2 separate regions of the Mus musculus genome follow, and region 1 is linked to region 2. The links are chromatin contacts, called in public Hi-C maps. All regions are on one chromosome and are shown on one strand. The core of a region is the stretch at or near the end of the contact, and the rest is flanking DNA. Distances in the headings are between cores, read along the strand shown.

Region 1 (5,558 bases), core at 2,476-4,975, 87 kb after region 2:
CTTTAGGGATGAACCCTGCTGAACACCTTTTGGACCAACTCAACACAGGCTGACTTTGGGACACTTCACAGGAAGTTCCTGTAGGCCCAGAATCATGTGAGCACAGGCTTTGACTACCCACACTACCCTCTCTCTCCACCAGAGCTGTCCACCTCATTTTTTGAGACAGAATCTCCCTCACTGTCTTGAAACTTATGAAGTAGGTTAGGTTGGCTGGCCAGTGATCCCCAGGAATCTGCCTGTTTTGGATCCCCATTTTTACAGGAGTTCTGAGGATTGACCTCGGGGCCTCATACTTGGGTGGCAAGCATTTTACCAGCTGAGGCATCTCCTCAGTTTTCCAACTATATAAAATTTGAGAGGTACAAACATTCAGATCCCAGGAACAGGGTGGCCACCATTTGATGCTGAAGTTAGATTGTGCACATAACTGCTCTTGCATGAGGTGTTGAGCAACGGGTTCATCTGGACACACATATATTCCCCACTTGTGCTATCCACACAGCCCGAGGAGAGGAACGTAAGCCAGAGACTGGTTGCACAACAGCCACCAGCTTTTCAGCTGAATGAGTTACGAATAATAGCGCTTTCAGCTTCCATCCCCGATAGATCTGCCCCGGGGAATATGATGGAACTGAGAAAATGTTTATGAGCTAGTAAATTTTTTCTACTAATTTGCAAGGCTATAATAAACCCATGAACTTGATGGCCTGTAGCAAGCATACCAAGAATTAGGAATGGAGAACAATTTAGAGCCATAAAGCCTCTTCAGGACCTATAGGAAATGATTCCCAGAAAAGCTGATGAATTTTTAGCATTTTTAAACAGAGAATTAAGCCGCTAATTTAACCAGCTGTCGGCTAAGAACAACATTTTCCCAAATGATTTTGCGATTTTCGTTTCTCTTGCTTTAGAGAATACAATTAATTCATGTATGTAGGAAATAAAAAAATTAAGTTTAAACAATGACTGGAATACAGTGTCTCTTAAGATGTAATACAAACTTCTTCCCTTTTAAGAAGAACATTATATGCAGCCTTATTCTGCCCCCTTGTGGAAGAAAGTGTTACTACACGCAGAGGACACTGGTGCGTTTTAATTTAATAATAATCAGACACAGAAATCTTATTTAGTGTATTTTCACCCCTGTGTGAAGCAGCCACACTCTCGACAGAATAGGAAGGAAAGTCTTAAAGTATCTCAAGATTTATCTTGTTCGTATATGAAAATTAATAATGACGACGACGACGATGATGATAATAATAAAAATAGTGGTGGCACATGCCTTTAATCCCAGCACTTGGGAGGCAGAGGCAGGAGCATTTCTGAGTTCAAGGCCAGTCTGGTCTACAGAGAGAATTCCAGGATAGTCAGAGCTACACAGAGAAACCCTGTCTTGAAAAACAAAAACAAACAAACAGAGAGACATCCTGCAGGTGATCTGTAAAGAGCCCATTGTCAGAGTATGTATGCCTGGCTGTAGCCATCCTTATGACAGTCAGCAAGAATCCTGGTGTTTCGATATATGCAAATAAATAGCTGTCACAGGGACCTCCTCGTTTCTGTTTCATGTTGAGCGTACCCACTTAGAGCACAGCACTGCTAGTTACTATCATCTATAAATAACAGCAATCTTTAATCATTTTGTGAACCTGGCCGTTTCCTCACTTTATCTGATTTAATTATCTCTGAGCCCTGAGGTTATGTACGAGAGAGGGAGTAGGAAGTATTTCATCTTAGCTGCTGTTCACCTAACCAGCAAGTGAGAGCTGGGATCTGAGAGCTGGGATCTCCCAGGCCCATCAGGCTGTGGATTTCCCGTTGCACAACCCGGCTACACCCAACTTCAGGAACTAACTGTGTGCGAGATGCTGCTGCTGACCCATAGTGTGCTCCTTCCCCCTTCTGTCAGAAGCCAGGGCAAGAGAGGAACTAAAGCCATGCACAGGAAAGAATGGAGCAGACAGGGAGCCCAAGGAACATCCACAGAGAAAAGATTTTATGCAAACAGATGGTCTGCGTGATCCTGTATCCATCTTCCCCATTCAGAAAAGCCTCCTATCTGCTCTCCTTAGAGATCCCTGGGAATCTGTTTCCAGGGCCTTCACAGACCCTCAAGTTCTTTGTATTCTCGTAAGCACTTTGGTCTGCCTCCAGGTTGTTTGTAATACAGGATACAGGGTAAATGGGAGGGTCCAGGCAGCACCACTCCAGGAAAAGTGACAAGAAGCCAAATACAGTCAGAGGCAGGGTTTCCTCCTCCGTAGGTTTTCATTCTACCGTGGGGTCCATGTACAGACAGGGCAGGGTAACTGTGCTTCTCTTCATCGTTACATTACTGCTTTTTGGCTTCGACTGTGGGCAAGATCTGTGGCTTGCTGCTAGGCAGAATGCTGTACAGCGGATGGCTGCACCGGTGATTACATGACTGTTACATAAGAAACTGTGCCCATCTAGCTGGAGAATCTGGCTTTGTGGCATCAAGAGATCACATGTCTAGGAGCTTGATGGCAGCCATTGAGACTCCAAGCAGAGGAGCCTGGCCCATGGGAATCGGGAGATAATAAATGTGGGCTGTGTCAAGGCACAAGGCACTGATTATAACATTATCGCTCAGAAATTAACAGGCAGAGCAGTTATCTTTAAATTTTTTAGATTTGGGACTGCTGAGATGGCTCAGTAGAGGCGATTTCCCTGGTGACCTGAGTTCCATCCCCAGGACCCAAGGAGAGAACGGATTCTGCCCAATTGTCCTTTGACACACCCTCCCGTCACACACACCAATAATTATACATTTTTAAAAGTTACAGACTTATAAAATCTGACTCTTGTGTTTAAGTCACTGGCTGCTTTCTAGTTAATCTTTACAGACAATGTGAGGATGGGAGGCAAGATTCTCTCTTCCTCCTCCTCTTCCTCCTTCTCTTTTGAAACAGTGAATCTCTATGTAGTCCTGTCCAGTCACTCCAATCCGGCCCCCAAAAGTTCCGGACTACTCTTGGTGCAGATCTATCACAGCTTTCTTTTGCCCTGTGGTCCCTAGCTGAAAGCCATCAGTGACTTCCCACCTTTAGCTTCCTCAGTCCTGAGTCACTTGTCCCCAGGACTGGCAATTTCCTGGGACACACACCACACTCTGAGAGGTCAGAGGAAGATCCTGTTTAGACTAGGTGAGAGGTGAGCCATCATTCTTTGTGGGTAACAGCGCCTCTCTGTAAGTGTGCCATGGTCTTCCCAGGGAGTTCTGGTCTCTCTAAAAAAAATGTAAGGTTTGGCTGCACACTTCAGTCTGAATGTTACAACTTCAGGTAATTTCAGGTAGACTTTCCAGTTACTCTTTAGAAAGTGATGCCGGGGAAGGTAGTCCACAACACTGCTAGTACAGCGAGTACAAATATTGCTACCATCTTCTTCCCAGGACAGCTGAGTTCTAGATTCTTCTGAAGGCTACAGAAGTCTATCTGCAGTGCAGTCGCAGGACACAGGACTGCCTTGTCCTGAGTGGCAGGGAAAATCGAGGAATGTTGAGGGACAAGGACCCTGCCCCCTCAGCAACATTTTCTGAGTACCTTCTGTATGTGGGTGTGGTTTCTATGAGTTCAGAACCCACTTCCGGTGGGGGCTTCCAGGCTGCAGAAGAAAAGCGGGACATCGGACATGGTATTGCCCTGGGGCAGCTTTGTGCAGAAGGTTGCTATGAACACAGGAAGTGCTGCTGACACACAGTTGCCCTTGCAGAGAGGACTGAAGGCACACGTGAGCAGGCGACCAGCACATTCTTTCAGAGTTAATAAAGTGGCTAGAAAAAACGAGGTCTCCCACATTTTGTATTTCTGTAAAGAAAAAAGGTGATAGTGTGGATCATTTTACAACTGTTTGGGACACTTTTTGTTAAAATAAAAGTTACAGTATATGCGTATGCACCCTGCTCTTATGCAGTTCTGTTTTACCAGCCAGCAGCACAGACCCAATAGGAAAATTTTAAGTTGGTAATGTATTTTTTAAATGGCTGATAAAAACAATAATTAAAAGGGTAGGGCTCAAGGGCTGGGGCAGGGGGTGGTAAGGTACTTGATCTTCAAGCACAAGGACAGGAGTTCTAATGCCCACTACTCATGTAAAAGCTGGGTGTAGCTATGTGGGTCTGTAACTGCAGCCCCTGGCATTGACAGAGGCAGAGACAGGTGGATTCTGTGGACTTGTCTGCTGTGGGACTGTGATAGGCAGTCTATTTTGGTTGAATGGGGCTTGCTTCAGCAACCCAGTAGGAAACTCTACAAGGGATGGAAAAGCAAGCCATGTTCCCAGAATTTGGTGCCTGAAACCACAGAGCCTCCAACTCCATAAAATTCTGTGACTACCAATCACACAGACAATGCCCCAAGCTTCTGGCATTCTGGCTAGACTCCACCCCAACAGTTACCTGACTATAGCCAGGTATGCTCCTCCCCACAGTTACACAGTGATAGCCCAGCCCACTATAAGAGGGGCTGCTTGGTCCCTCCTTGCTCTCTTTAAGCTTTCACCTTTCTTACTCTCTTCTCTAGCCCTCTTTCTCTCCCCCCCCCGCCACCCCCCCCCCCCGCATGTGTCCATGGCCAGCCTCTCTCTTTCTACCTTTTCTCCTTCCCCCTGCCTTCTACAATAAAGCTCTAAAACCATAGACTTGTCTCTGCTCATCAAGGCCTGCCGTGCTTGAACGATCGGATAGGCTTTCTCCTAATGAGCCATGTCTAAACTCCCGCTGGACAGTCTTCCTGCACTCCAGCCCATGTGGGAACCATCAAGCGCCTTCTCCCCTTGCCCTCTGCTCACTTCGGCCCTGGGGCTCAGGGCTGTCCCGGGGTCCTTATTCTGTTCTCAGCTCTTCTGAGGTTTCCATTGGTGTATGGGATACCCGAAGCTGGGAACCTGGTGCCTAGGACTGCCCCTTGTCCACCACCCACAGAGCTGGGGTCCATGGCTTCACACAGCTAGACACTCACCCAGGGCTGCGTGGAAAGCGTGCGGCAGTCCTCCCTCATCTGCCCACCCAGAGCACCGGAACTCTGATGGGACACGGGCTCTCTCCCACTCCCCTCTTCCCCCCACACCCACAGCCCCACAGTCTTCCAGTTATTCTGGCCAAAATGGTTTAAGCTCCACCAGGTTCGTGAGGAGCCCCATCTCAAAAACTAAGCTGGAGTACACTGGAACACTATCTTAGTTTAGGTTTCTATTGCTGTGCGCACTGGTTTGAACAGGTGTGGCTCCCACAAACTCATGTGTTTGAATGCTTGACCCACAAGGAGCGACACTATTAGGAGATGAGTCCTTGTTGGAAACGTATGGCCTTGTTGGAGGAAGTGTGTCACTGTGGGGGTGGACTTTGCCAGTCTTCTCCTGACTTCCTTTGAATCAAGATGTAGAACTCTTAGCTGTCTAAACATTTCATTTGTAACAGAAGAAAATTTGAAACAAACGGGGAATGAACACACTAATCAGCAAGATTTGGGACAATTTGGGGCTGGAGAGATGCTCAACAACTCGTTGCTCTTCCCTGGGAACCCAAGTTCTGT
Region 2 (5,625 bases), core at 2,707-5,206:
CAATGCAAATGTCTGGTCTTATATTTTAATTTGGTATATGTATAATAAACATTTACTAATAATTGACTTATATGCTAAGTACTCACTTGATTTGCAGGTTAGATTGTTATTTTTTATTTATTATAAACATAAGAGTATAGGACAGTGGTAATCCTGGTACCTTTATCTTTGCAGGTATTATCTTACCCCACATAATTCGATAATACTTTATTTCATTAGGTTTTTGTGATTTTAGATCCAGAAATGATAGGGGCTAGTGTAGGTAGATTGCAGCTCTGTTAGCTGAGGAGAGTTATGCTGCAGAAATAGTGAGTGCATGAAGAGCGGGCGGTGACTATCCCTTGTCAGTCAGACTGGAATCTGCCCAGGACACTTCCTGTTGTGGCATTGGAGTTGAATGATAGTGACCACAAGTCAGTCATTTACCAGCAAGATTTTGCTGACAGGACACTGACATAGCTGTCTCTTGTGAGGCTATTCCAGTGGCTGGCAAATACAGAAGTGGATGCTCACAGTCATCTATTGGATGGAACACAGGGCCCCCAATGGAGGAGCTAGAGAAAGTACCCAAGGAGCTAAAGGGGTCTGCAACCCTATAGGTGGAACAACAATATGAACTAACCAGTACCCCTTGACCTCCTGTCTCTAGCTGCATATGTAGCAGAAGATGGCCTAGTCGGCCATCATTGGGAGGAGAGGCCCTTGGTCTTGCAAAGATCATATATGCCCCAGTATAGGGGAATTCCAGGGCCAGGAAGTGGGAGTGGGTTGGTAGGGGAACAAGGCAGGGGAGGGTATAGGGGACTTTTGGGATAGCATTTGAATTGTAAATGAAGAAAATATCTAATAAAAGATTCAAATTGAAAAAAAAGAAACTTCGATTTAAAAAAAAATAAGGATTATGAAGATCTTTAAGTCTCCTAGCATCCAGTTCTGTATTTACCATGAGTTAATTACCACATTCTGAATGCTTCAGAGACACGTGAGGTTGTTCTGGAGTGACCGGCCACGTGGTCAGCATTTAGATCGCTGTTTTCAAGGTTCCAGTCACATCTGAATCATTAGTGAGAATCTTTTATTCAGGGTTGGTTTGAGTGTTCATCTTGTTTTACAGAGTTACTGTTTTGTTCTCAGTGGAATAGTTTTCTGACAGTCCATGGACACTAATCAGTATAACTAGGACTCCGATTTTCTTGTTTATTTGCTGTCTGTCTGCAGTGTCCTCTCTCTTGGTTACAGCACCAGCCTCCTCTTGGCATCCAGACTTTTGGCCTTTTTTGTAGTTTACATCTAGAACACGGCATTGTCAAATTTATATTCTCTCTTCTTCTCAGCTGTTTTTACCCCCTGTAACCTCTTCCTTGTTCAGGCCTTTATTCCATCTGTCTTTTATCATGTTACAGCTTCTAAATGTGTCTACTACATTAACTCCTTTAACAGTCTTTCTCCTTCCAGTCCATGTAGACCTGGTAACCATGTATTAGCCTTTCAGGAACTTTGGCATAAGTACAGTTTTCAGGATCTTACTGAATATAGCTCTACTGACTTCAGACACTCCCCTGACCCCATCCCTTTCTGCTTGCCTTCTACTATTGGTTATTCCTACATTGTCCTGAGATTTCTTGCCTTAATGGCTTGCATTTCCTTGTCTTATTCTTGTCCTTGTCTCTCCATACTCAGATGTGCTTGTCTTTCGAGGCTCTGTAGCAGTATTTAAAACTTAGCTCTGGAGCCACCTCAGCAGTTAAGCACTGGCCGCTCTTGCCAAGGACCCGGGTTTCATTCCCAGCACCCACATGGCAGCTCACAACTGTCGATCACTCCAGCCCCAGGGGAGCTGATGCTGTCTCCTGGCCTCCACGGGCACAAACAAACGTGCACAAAAATGTATGAATAAATATAGTAAAATTAAATGAACATGAATAAATATAATAAACTGAAATACATTTTTAAAAATTAAAGCTTTTTAAAAATATTCCAACTCAATTTTGAGATGAAATTTTGTTATACATTCTTGTTATATTTCATGTTCTTTTGTGGTATTGTTTATATCATGTAGATGCCTTAGATCAGTGGTTATAAACCTGTGGGTTGCAACCCCTTTGGAGGTTGAACAGCCTTTCACAGGAGTCGCATAAGGCCATCAGAAAACATACTTACATCATAATTCATAACAATAGCAAAATTACAGTTATGAAGTAGCCATAAAAATGATTTTATGGTTGGGGTCACCACAACATGAGGAACTGTGGCTCACACGCCTTTAATCCCAGCACTTAGGAGGCAGAGGCAGGCAGATTTCTGAGTTCAAGGCCAGCCTGGTCTACAGAGTGAGTTCCAGGACAGCCAGGGCTACACAGAGAAACCCTATCTTGAAAAACCAAAAAAAAGGAAGGTTGAGAACCACTGTCTTAGATCATCTCCCAGACTACGGACTAACATTTTTGAAAAGGCAGGGGTTTGATCCTTCTTATATACAGTAAATATTGTAGAAATAGCAGAATTTGAAACACTGTCCTCCATGAACTTTTAGTGTGTGTGTGTGTGTGTGCGCGTGCGCTTGTACATAAGAGAAAAATGGGAATGATACAGGTGCACCTGTATCAGAGGCCCTCAAAGGAGGTGGGGACTAAGAGGAGCGTCAGGACCTACCTGTGCACCAACAGATTTAACCCAGGGAATAGGATGGTAGGTCCTCCAGGTGCATACTCAGGGCTGCGATTCAAGCCAAGAAGATCTCTGTGTGTGGTGCAAGGGGGGGGGGGGTGCGGTGGGGGGAGGCGAGGCTTGACCTGGACTTTGACACAGAATTTAAAAACTTAAGGAGGGAAGGAATGCTGGTTATAAAAAAATTGAAATAAGAAATTGTAAGGTGAGAAGGCACTTATATTATCTCAGAAAGGACATGGATTCTGCCTGGCTCAAGTAGGAGTAAATGGTGTAATGTAAAGAAAAACAAAAATACTCGGGTTACAGCTGGGTCTGGAGTTTATTCAGAGGGTTGGTTTGTTTTAAGATCCTGAAACTTTGTGATCAAAAGAATGGATTCTTCCCTGATTACAAAATGTTTTTTTTTGTCCATAGGGTGAGCCCAAGTGTTTTCAGGAGTAGGATATTTAATCCATACATTTACATTGTCACAGTGGAGAAATGGAAAGTGTATAACATAAGGGTTTGTTTTTTAAAAGGAGATGGAGATATATGAAATTGATTGTAGTGGGCTGAAGACTAGCGCTATTCTATGAGACTCTGGAGAGCTTTTAACTGCGCCGTTTCCCTTTGCTTTAGACCATTTGTGAGTCACAACTGTGTCTTTGTACTTACTGTCTCTAGCTGATGATTTCATAGGAAATCATGCAAGTACATTATGAGAAAAAATATAAACTTGCTGCTTGATAATATAAAGAACGGAAATTGAGAGTAGCTAAAAGCTAAGGTTCTAGAGTTCATATACAGAATCATTAATCTTCAAAATGATTTTTTTAAATTTATTTATTATTATACATAACTACACTGTAGCTGACTTCAGACACACCAGAAGAGGGCATCAGATCTCCTTACGGGTGGTTGTGAGCCAGCCACCATATGGTTGCTGGGATTTGAACTCAGGACCTTCAGAAGAGCAGTCAGTGCTCTTACCTGCTGAGCCATTTCACCAGCCCCTCAAAATGATTTTTTAAACTGTGATTTTTTTCATGTCTGGAACAGTATTTCAGGTATATGATTTAGATCCTAGAATGTCATACAAAAGCAGAGAATTTTAAGCCACTTAAAAGATTATTTGGGTCGAGGAATTGGCTTTAAAAGGAAAGGCGAAAGAGCTAAATGTATTTCTCTTGGCTGAGAGACAATGAAGGAGAGGCGTAAGTCTATAAATATTGAACGTGTAAACAGAGAGTGAGCTGTATCTTAGGTTCAGCAGGCAGGCTACATCGCAGAGGAAGATGATGAGGTGCCGGGTGACTGTGCTCATGGGATTGCCGCTCGGGCTGGGGAGGGCCAGGATGGAGCTGGCAGCCTTTAGTTAGCAGTGGTGAGCTTCCTAGAGCAGAGTGCACACCTCACTGCCCCTGCCCTGCTGCTGCCTCAATGTGTGTGTTCGTAAGCACGTGAGAAGGTTGTCTGCAGGCAGAGCATGTGACACTTAACACAGACAGAGCCATGCTGGCCGACAGCAGCACCAAGTAGGTCCACTGGTCCTCAGTTTTAGCGCATTACTCCCAGGTCTGCGCCATGTGTGACCTACAGTTAGACTGTCTTTCCTCTCTCATATGCTAGAGCCCAGCACCTGCTCAGCTCTGGGCTTTACTGAGTGAAGACGGGAGCGAATGCTCGGGCCTGGCCTGGCTCTTCTCTTTCAGACAGTATTTGTGCAAGTTCTGTCCTACAAGTTCAACTTGCACTATGAGGTGTTGGTTTTTTGTCTTTTGTTTTATATTAGTGAGCTGAATTTATATTTGTTTAAAGTTCAGAGGGGCTCTAGAGACGGCTCAGGTTGAGTGTTTTGCTGCATTTGTAGAGGACCAGGTTAAGTTCCTAGCACCCAGATGGCTGCTCCCAACCATTTGTAATTCAAGTTCCAGATCTACACTTTTTCTGGTGCCTCGGGCTCCACACATACATGTGGTGCACACACATACATGTAGACAAAACGTGCATACAGATAAAAAGTAAATTAATCTCTGTAAATAAAAAGTAGAGGATAGCAGTTTCTAAGCTAGCCATTAGACTTCCATTCCCTTTCCTGTGTATGGAGGTCTTGGAGTTTATGCAGTTGGCTCCCTACCTTAACACTGAACTTCTGAAATCCTCCTGCCAGCCCTTCCAGAGGCCCTCTGGACAGTCCTCATTAATTCACCAGCGCTCCAGACGTGCCTTCCTCCCCAGCATTCCTTCAGCCTGACCCTCTTTGTAGCCTCTCTGCTTAAGCAGAGCTCAGATGTGTGGGGATCATCCTTCCTGGTTTCTAAAGGGTTAAACGCCAGTCCATGTGTCCTGGAGAGTACATCTGAATACTACAAATATTTCACCAAGTCTTAATATTTAAAATATGGAAATTTTAAAAAGTTAACTAACATCAAACCTAGTAAGTGCTTTGAACAGCTTAGTTTTCATTCTTCCCTCTTAAATGAGATATTACTGAGAGGCTCTAGAGGCAAGAATGCTATGCTAGTCAGATGACTTTCTATTGTCATTTGATTTATTAATTGTAGTTAGAGAGAGTTACTACAGAAGATAGTACTTATCTGAATGGACTTAACTGGTCTGCAATGTTTTAAATGTCATCTTGCCAGGGCAGGGCTGTGAGGCAGTAGGGCAGGGCTCTAAGCTGACAATAGTGAAGAAAGCTATGCATGCCCTGTGGCTAACTGCCTGAGTTCCTGCACTGACTTCCCTAAGATGATGAGTAGACTGACCTGATTAGAAAGCCAGGCAAACCTTTTCTTTCCGGTTGCTTTAGTTAGGTTGTTTGTCCCAACAACAGAAACAAAACCAGAGCACATACTGATAAACAAAAAAACAAGAATGGCAGAGCTCTGTCTGCAGAGGAAGTTTCCATAATCCCCAGGAAGGATTAAGCTTGATAGTGTGAATGGGCCTGGGGCCTTGATTGGCCTTGAGGTG

The links. Hi-C and Micro-C count contacts between places; a contact is called where the count stands out from the background.
Region 1: a contact with region 2 is called in a Hi-C map of trophoblast stem cells, with 2.4 times the contacts expected there. The contact joins two enhancer-like sites. A contact is called at or near these places in 3 of 15 datasets of contacts at CTCF or cohesin (the NIH/3T3 cell line, large pre-B cells and pro-B cells), 47 of 484 Hi-C or Micro-C datasets (the AML12 cell line, the Ba/F3 cell line, CD4 T cells and 36 more), 17 of 115 datasets of contacts at active chromatin or transcription factors (CD8 T cells, DN3 thymocytes, the HPC-7 cell line and 11 more) and 1 of 9 other capture datasets (bone marrow-derived macrophages).

The regions. Positions count from the first base shown.
Region 1 is chr10:40,524,101-40,529,658 of GRCm38.p6, forward strand. No RefSeq gene overlaps it. Among named protein-coding and RNA genes, the nearest start is that of Slc22a16, 43 kb to the right of the region's middle. Within about 2 kb of position 3,726, at least 118 of the 459 cell types and tissues checked have an H3K27ac peak or open chromatin away from gene starts, as enhancers often do. A contact at or near this core is called in pancreatic cancer cells and trophoblast stem cells, where this site is marked.
Region 2 is chr10:40,436,940-40,442,564 of GRCm38.p6, forward strand. The region is part of intron 4 of Cdk19 (cyclin-dependent kinase 19); the gene reads left to right. Among named protein-coding and RNA genes, the nearest start is that of Gm32234, 14 kb to the right of the region's middle. Within about 2 kb of position 3,957, at least 26 of the 459 cell types and tissues checked have an H3K27ac peak or open chromatin away from gene starts, as enhancers often do. A contact at or near this core is called in pancreatic cancer cells and trophoblast stem cells, where this site is marked.